Linked DNA regions of Mus musculus: region 1 is linked to region 2. Evidence: chromatin contacts called from public HiChIP or PLAC-seq data. All regions are on one chromosome and are shown on one strand. The core of a region is the stretch at or near the end of the contact, and the rest is flanking DNA. Distances in the headings are between cores, read along the strand shown.

What was found. HiChIP or PLAC-seq counts read pairs in DNA pulled down with a chosen protein or histone mark.
Region 1: a contact with region 2 is called in a FOXA1 HiChIP or PLAC-seq map of pancreatic cancer cells. The contact joins two enhancer-like sites. A contact is called at or near these places in 1 of 484 Hi-C or Micro-C datasets (pancreatic cancer cells), 1 of 115 datasets of contacts at active chromatin or transcription factors (pancreatic cancer cells) and 1 of 9 other capture datasets (embryonic stem cells).

Annotation. Positions count from the first base shown.
Region 1 is chr1:138,642,150-138,646,183 of GRCm38.p6, forward strand. The region is part of intron 4 of Gm5833 (predicted gene 5833); the gene reads right to left. Among named protein-coding and RNA genes, the nearest start is that of Nek7, 24 kb to the left of the region's middle. Within about 2 kb of position 1,347, at least 23 of the 459 cell types and tissues checked have an H3K27ac peak or open chromatin away from gene starts, as enhancers often do. A contact at or near this core is called in pancreatic cancer cells, where this site is marked.
Region 2 is chr1:138,504,825-138,508,812 of GRCm38.p6, forward strand. All of the region lies in intron 7 of Nek7 (NIMA (never in mitosis gene a)-related expressed kinase 7), which reads right to left. Among named protein-coding and RNA genes, the nearest start is that of Nek7, 110 kb to the right of the region's middle. Within about 2 kb of position 2,432, at least 82 of the 459 cell types and tissues checked have an H3K27ac peak or open chromatin away from gene starts, as enhancers often do. A contact at or near this core is called in pancreatic cancer cells, where this site is marked.

The DNA of each region.
Region 1 (4,034 bases), core at 97-2,596, 140 kb after region 2:
TAAGTTCATCCATCCAAATGACAGCATAATGGGGCCAGGGAAGGGGATGGTGGTCCCACTTGCTCCCCTGTGGCAGGAAGCAATACAGTTCATTAACTAGGAAGACAACACATCTTCAAGAATGTTCCACCAGTCAGTTAGCTGGCGTTAACCATTGTCACTGAGCCATGGATTATAACCAGGTCAGAGAAATAGTTTACAACTCATCGGAGAGTAATGTGAGCAGCATGCTTCAGCATGGCAGAGCATAAATAGAGTAAGTGCACGTTTATTGCCAAAATGGCATTCTGCATCACAGATTAGATAAGCTGGCAAACTTCAAACAAAGCAACTGAGATCTATTCCTCAAAGTATTTCTAGATTCATAACCAATAAATTCTGGAGCCATAAATCAAGTTTCAGTTACACATGAGAACATTAAGGTGTTTATGGTGTAATGTTCAGAACATATTCTTCCATAGCCATAAATGTCATATACTCTATGCTAGCCCAAATTTTTCTCTCATTTACAATAAAATAGGCAGGATAATTAAGTGGATTATCTATAGTCCTACATATAGCAGTTATAAAATTACTAAACTATGGGAAACTATAACACAAGTAGCATTGGGCAGAGAAGTGTAAAACAAAGGCTTTTGAAGATATGGTAGAGTTGGTTGGCTATGCAGGCACCTGGGAAAGTGTGTCTTCCCAAGACAACTAACTACTGGTAAGGGATGAAGGCAAGAGATCAGGAGTTGGATGCCCATGACTGATGAATAAGAGGCCACAGTAAGAACAATGGATAAGACTAGGAGGAGAAGGAGAAGAAAGAGGAAGGGGAGAAGGAAGAGGAGGAGAAGAAGGAGGAGGGAAAAAAAGAGGTCACAGGAAACAATAATGGTAGATCAGTAAGGCCCTTGGAAAACCTCTGGCTTTCCTCTGAGTCATCTGTGAAGTCTAGGCATTGCTCTACGTAGAGACATGATGAGATTTTTCCTAAAGCTCGAGACGCTCTTGCAAGCTGTTGAGTTTAATTAACTCTTCTGCGAGACGGACAAGGTATTAAGCAGTAAGATCCACTGGGAAGTGATTGCTGTAACTTAGGCATGACTACAATAGTTAGGATATGGTGGGGGCAGTGCAGCCACTGAGTGAGATTCATTTTGTGTATGATAAAGCGCTTTGAAAACAGAACCAATAACATTTCTGATGAATTGAATTCAATAGCTGAGGAAAAAAAAGTTATCAATATGGTATCAGTCTCTTTAAATCATTTTATAATTTTATATTCTCAATATTGTCCTACCAGTGTATAAGCACTTATCCACTGGAATTGCACATCTGGGAAAGAAACCAATGCCATGACTCACTCCTTCCCAATGTGAGAAGCACACACAAAGGCTCATTTTCCTTGCAACTACAACGTAGGTATGTGACCTACTTTCTGATCAGACTCACCTACTCAAGTCTCACCAACTGGTGCTCAGCTAAGGAGATCTGCCAGGCTACTGTGAGCATCAGTGGAGCAGGTATGTGAGAGAGAGTGGGCCTGACCATTCCCTAGTGTGGTCAGATGTGGTTGGTTCCTGGCACAGAAATGGAATCAGCTGGTGGGCAGAAGTCCTTTGCTCTACTGCTTAGGAGACAGCATCAAGGGTTTTTAATCAGACCTGTTCTGCAACACGCCTTTGAATATGTCTCTTAGGAACAGGATTGAGCGCCGCCCCCCCCCCAGCCCCCAAACACTAAGTCTTCCCAGGACTAAATTCTTATCGTTAACTTTCCAGTATTATTACCAACCTCCTTTCTGCTTATGAAAGTCAAACTTATCTTCCATGGCTTGCATATATTATACTTGATGGATGCAAGCAACTAGAAATAGTATTTGCATCTTGCTTAATTCTTTTGGTGTTGCTGTAACAAATGCCACATACTGGGTGATTCATCAGGAACAAACATTTATCTCTTACAGTTCTGGAGACCGAGAAACCATAGATCAAAGTACCTGTAAGTTGGCCTCGAGTTCAAGGTCTGGTGTGTACTCCAGGGATGAAGAACAATGTAGAGAAGACAGGGAACCTACTCAAAACCCCTTTAATAGTTGTATTAATCATTCATGAACAGAGCCTTTATCATCGAGGCACCCTCAAAAACTCCAAATTGCTGGACTAGATTTTTTTTGCTTGCTTGCTTTTTTTGAGGCAGGATCTCACTATGTAACCCTGGCTGGTCTGTAACTCACTATGTAGATCAGGCTGACCTCAGATTCACAGAGATCCACCTGCCTCTGCCTCTAGAGTGCTGGGATTAAAGGCGTGCGCCACCACACCCAGTTTACATCTCTGATGTTGGAGGACAAGTTGAGAACACAGCAGAATACTTTTATTCTTTGTTTTGTCTGGTGGGAATGGTGACAACCTTGTCTTGCCATCAGTTTCACACACATGCACAAGCACCCACACACACAAGCACTGTACCATCAACAATTAAAACTAGAACTTTTGGAGAATCGAGACTGATTTCCACTGGAGCTCAGGCTGCTGTCACAAAAGACTGGCTGACAAACAAGGAATTTCTTCTCCCAATTGTGAAGCCTGGAGGTTTTTTGAGATCACGTTACTAGCAGTTCTGAGGGAGGCATTTTTTTTTCAAATTGTAAAGTAGAGATTTTCTCAGTCTTCAGAGGGATGAATGTATTCTGTATGGGCACTACTCCCATTTATGAACGCTCTACCCTCATGAGCTAATTGTTTCCAAAAGATTATACCGCCAAACAAAACCACAAAATGGCTTTTATATTTGGACGCATAATCATCACCAAGTTTTATCTATAAGTTAACTCCAGAGGGGGAAGATGCAAGCATATTTTAACTATAATTTGTTATTTCAAATCAAGTTAGTGTTGTGAAACTGTCCTACATACCTCACAGACCTGGATTATCCAGAAGCTCGCATGCTTTTGTACTGTCATTTATTATTTCTTTCATTATTGTTGCATGTGCACTTGCCCACAGGCCGTGGGCATGTCAGAGTAGAGCTTCCAGAAGTCACTTCCTCCACACTGGCTTCTGGGGATTAGCTCAGTCTTGGCAGCAAGGGCTTTTCCTACTGAGCCACTGGACTGGCGCCAATAAGTCCTAAAGATCATTTCAAGTATGGTCAGTTCACAGACTCTGTACTTTTCCTAGGAACCTGGCCTCCTTGGCCAAGCACAGGACTGACAGTGGACTAAGCCCACCTCTCCCTCACTCTCCATTTTCCTTTGTATTTCATACAGCCACTGATGCCTGCATTCCTTGCCCCTCCACTCTTTTGATTAATACTCAAGAGTGTATACTAAAACATTTCCTAAGAAAGGCAACTGAAAATTTGTGGGGTGTTGTTGTTGTTTGTTTGTTTTTCTGAAAGGAAAGACACTCATCTGTTTTGCCCATTGCTTGATTTTAATTCTAGAGAAAGAATATAAATTACAACTAATCTTTTTTATTTTAAAGTCATTATTCAATTTTTTTAGCATCTATTTTCTGATATCCTGCCATTCTCATTCTTAGGAACATGATTCCTTGGTGGATTTTTTTCCCCAATTTTTTATTAGATATTTTCTTCATTTACATTTCAAATGCTATCCCCAAAGTCCCCCATACCTGCCCCTCCCCACTCCTCTACCCACCCACTCCCACTTCTTGACCCTGGTGTTCCACTGTAATGGGGCATATAAAGTTTGCAATACCAAGGGGTCTCTCTTCCCAATATTGGCCGACTAGGCCATCTTCTGATACATATGCAGCTAGAGACACGAGCTCCGGGGGGTACTGGTTAGTTCATATTGTTGTTCCACCTATAGGGTTGCAGACCCCTTCAGCTCCTGGAGTACTTTCTCTAGCTCCTCCATTGGGGGCCCTGTGTTCCATCCAATAGCTGACTGAGAGCATACATCCACTTCTGTGTTTGCCAGGCACTGGCATAGCCTCACAAGAGACAGCTATATCAGGGTCCTTTCAGCAAAATCTTGCTGGCATACGCAATACTGTCTGCATTTGGTGGCTGATTAT
Region 2 (3,988 bases), core at 1,182-3,681:
AGCGTGAAGTTACAGACCCTGCACTATGGTTTTAAATGCTGGTTCTCCATCTAAACAATGAGCACCTTCCAACTGTTCCTGCATGTTTTATCGCAAAGGCTTCCTGAGAATATATTACAGCACAGACCCAAGCATGCTACCCACCTCCTTCCACAGCACACTTCCAACAGTCAGCAGAGAAGTTTGCATTCCACACTACTGGCAAATGGGCAGATGTATAGTCCCTGGTGACCAGAGGCCTGAGAGGGAGCCTCCGGATGGAGTCTCTCTCCAACATGTTCCCTAATGTGCCCCTCAGCTCTGGATCCACCTGGACTGCAGGCTGAGCTGAGCAAAGATGCCCTGCTCCATCACATCACAGACATCCTTATCCTCTCTTTCAAACAGACAGAACTACGCTTTTAAAGGGCTTACGAACATTTGCAGTGCATTTAAATGTACTGCTGTGCTTTCAATATTTCAACTTAGTGGAGACATAATTATTTCCTAAAATCTTTTCTATAAACTCCATAGCAGCTGTTTTTTTTTGGTTTTGTTTTGTTGTTGGTTTTTTTTTTTTTTTTTTTGACTGTTGCCTGAAGAATTTGTGACTTTTTAAACATCTGTACAAAGAAAGAGAATCATGGAGTGAGAGGACCAGATACTAAAGCAATCAGGCAGACTGTGACATATGGAGGCACCCAAGGCAGCGTGATGCACAACTCTACTTATCTTCCAAGAATGTATGGTTATGGGCAAGATGAGAATGCATTCTGCAAGAGGAGATGCTTATGCCTTTTCAGCCTCCTGACATGAGTAACAGACGTAGGTAGGGGAGGGATGGTTTTTGTTTTTTGTTTTTCAAATGAAAAGGCTCGGCTTCAGAAGAAAACTGCCAACAACTGAAAATGTTATCTGACCTTTCTTTAATCTACACTAATAGTGTACCATGACAATCTTTCAACTGTAAAAATGAAACCCTTTCCTGACACAAGCTGACCTAGCTGTATGAGAAGTGTCGTACATGGTACATACTTCATAAAAAGTAAATACTCCTTAAAATTTACTCTGAATAAAGTGACTAGGTTTTTTAGAAGTTTCACAATAAGCTCAAGGATGTCAACGGATCCTGCTGTCAAGGTGCTATCCTGGAAGCTGTAACTAACGTGGGGACATTTCTTTAGCATGAACCATAATGCAGAATGTTTTCAATAGGTTAGTTAGCTAAAAAACTTAGCACTTTAATCTCCGCAGACTTGGACAAAGAGAAAACCTAGCATAAGGAAATTTACTTTATTATACGATCGGATGCTGGATTCTGTCTTTGTGCTTTTAATCAAGGAAGCAACAAAGAACTGGTCAAAAGCTGGGGATGTGTTTCATCCTTTGCCTCTAGCTATACTCTCTTCTTTTCACTCATCTAGTGTATGTGTATGTGTGAGTGTGTGTGTGTGAGTGTGTGTGAGTGTGTGTGTATGTGTGTGTACATATACACACATCACAGTGCACATGTGGAAATCAGAGGACAACTTGAAGGAACTCATTCTTTTCTTCCACCATGTTGAGTCTTGGGACTGAAGTCGGCCAGCCAGGCATGGCTGCAAGCACGCTTACCCACTGAGATCTTTGGCTTGGTCCTCCTTGGCCTACTTTTATTCATTTTCCTTAACTATGAGAACGGATAGCTTGTAAAATGAGCTATCTCTAAGATGTGGGTTAAAAACTCTTTAAAAATCCATATGGAAATTAGACGATAAAAAAACGATATGGTGCTTTTTAAGAGCTGTTCTCTAGGTCAGCCAAATGAGACTGTTCTAAGAGCAATAAGCCCATTCAGCCCAGCAAGGCTGCTTCTTTATTCTCAGAGTCAGAGTGAACTGCAGAAGAGAATGCCTTGAACAGTCCTTGCTGGGAAAGCTAAAAGACACAAGTCAACTTAACCATAGTTTGATTTAAATACATAAATGAGAGACAAAGCACTCATTTCCTTTTTTAATTTCCTCCTTTGTACTTATGAGTCAGCCAGAAATGCTGCTGGCAGACAGAATGGAAAGAGACCAAATTTATTTCATTATTACGAGTATAATCTGAGGTCAACTTGGGATATCTGGATCAGTATTTCTTCTGTAAAAGACATTCAGAAAATAAAATCTGTATTCTGCCAGGCATTCTTGATGACACTTTGGACACCACGGAAGGAAGACCCAGTGGATTTCACTGCTTCTCTGTTCTGGACACTGCACTGTGTGTCCAGTATCCAAAGTCACTGTGTGTGTCATCTGACTGGCTTAGCAAATGTTCAGGTGCTGCCTGTGGCACACACTGTTCTAGGTCTGAGAGATGGGAATTAAACAGAGCAGATCCTTAAAGCTCTGGGTCCACAGTAGAGCCACGCAGGGCTTGTTTCAAGGAGCTGTCTGAGATGCCGTACTTCAATCAGTAAAGAGGTCTGCCTGGTCAGGCAAGTTGCCAAGGATAGAAGACTCACCCTGGCAGCCTGGAATTCAAGTCCATTTAGCAGACAGTTACCTCATTAAACTGATGACTGTGAACCGTAACTAAAAATGTTTATACCTCCCCAAACCACAAAAGAAGAGAAACGGGCAGAAAAAGCTGGAAATGCAGAGGGCTGCACATGCAAATTGTACTATGCTACAGTACTGTGGTTGTTTTAACTAAACACTTGTTATGGTGGCTGAGAGGTTAAATGTGCAGAGCTTCAAACAGATAATAGCTTCTTCAAGGAGCAATTACTTAAGTCGAGAAAGGACTGGAAGTTAAAAATAAACCAGTGGAGGTGGCCTCGAGGACTGGCAGAACATATGCTGCCTCTACACCCGACACCGCCCCGCACAATTCGAGGGCACAGCAAAGACGGACTCATGGAGAGGAGCCAGGAAAGGTGTGGGGACAACAAGTGCGTGGCCACAGGTGGCACCTGGCACCAGACAGGAACCTGTGGTAATGCCTTCTTCAGAGACACTCATTTTCTGAGCTGAAATCAGAGGATGCCTCACGCTTGGAAACAGTGTGGGAAACACGAATGGTAAACTCCAGAGACTCCAGTGTGAAATTCCCGAACGCTAAGCATGCATTTACTCTGCCCATAGCATCACAGAACCAGAGAGATGCCCGTCTCCCTTTGAAAGATAAACACCACTTCAGGCTGTCCTATGACACAACAGCAACACAGTTTCTCCCAGGGGGGTTCAAGTTTTTGTCTGGCATAGACACCAATATTGGTGCAGTCAAGTTAGATTTAAAAATCCATCTCATTTTAGAATACAGAACAAATGCATGCACCAACTACGAAAGTGCACGCAGAAAACTCCTCTCCATCATTCCTCTCCTGGGGTCATTATGAAGGCACACACGCCCCATGCAAACGTCAGTGCACCCTGCTGCTCTGTGTTCTCGCCGCAGCAGTTATGTATTAGTAAGTACACTTCCTCAAGCAGCAGATAACCACCTCAATGACATACCGGAGCATGCAATGTGGTGAGATCTGTATCTTGGATTGATTTTCCAAATTGGGCTTTTCTCCTGTTGCTTTTTTCCCCCCTCTCTTTTCCTCTATCCCAGAGCATGAAAGGGTAAGACCCTGAGAAACATATCTGCCGATGAAGTGAGAAGGCCCCGTGGCCTGAATATCAACTTCTTGGAATAACTATTTACATATCACAAACCTGTGTCACTACCCCCCCTGTCCTCCCCCCAAAAGAAAAGAAAAGAAAAAAAAGAAAGAAAATCACTCCTTTTCAATAATTAAGATAATACTATTAAACCATTCTTTCACCAAAAGCACAATGGATGGATGGACAGAACGACGGTGTGTGCTCCTTCTACTGCTGTTACATTTGTTTGCATTATGCACCAGGCAAAGGGTACATTGCAGATGTAAAGTCACACATTATAATACAGATTACCCTAGATAACCCCCCCCCCCAAAAGGCACCAGAGAACAGGAGAGATGCCAAGTGTGAGAGAGGCTCATATCATGGCCAAGGAA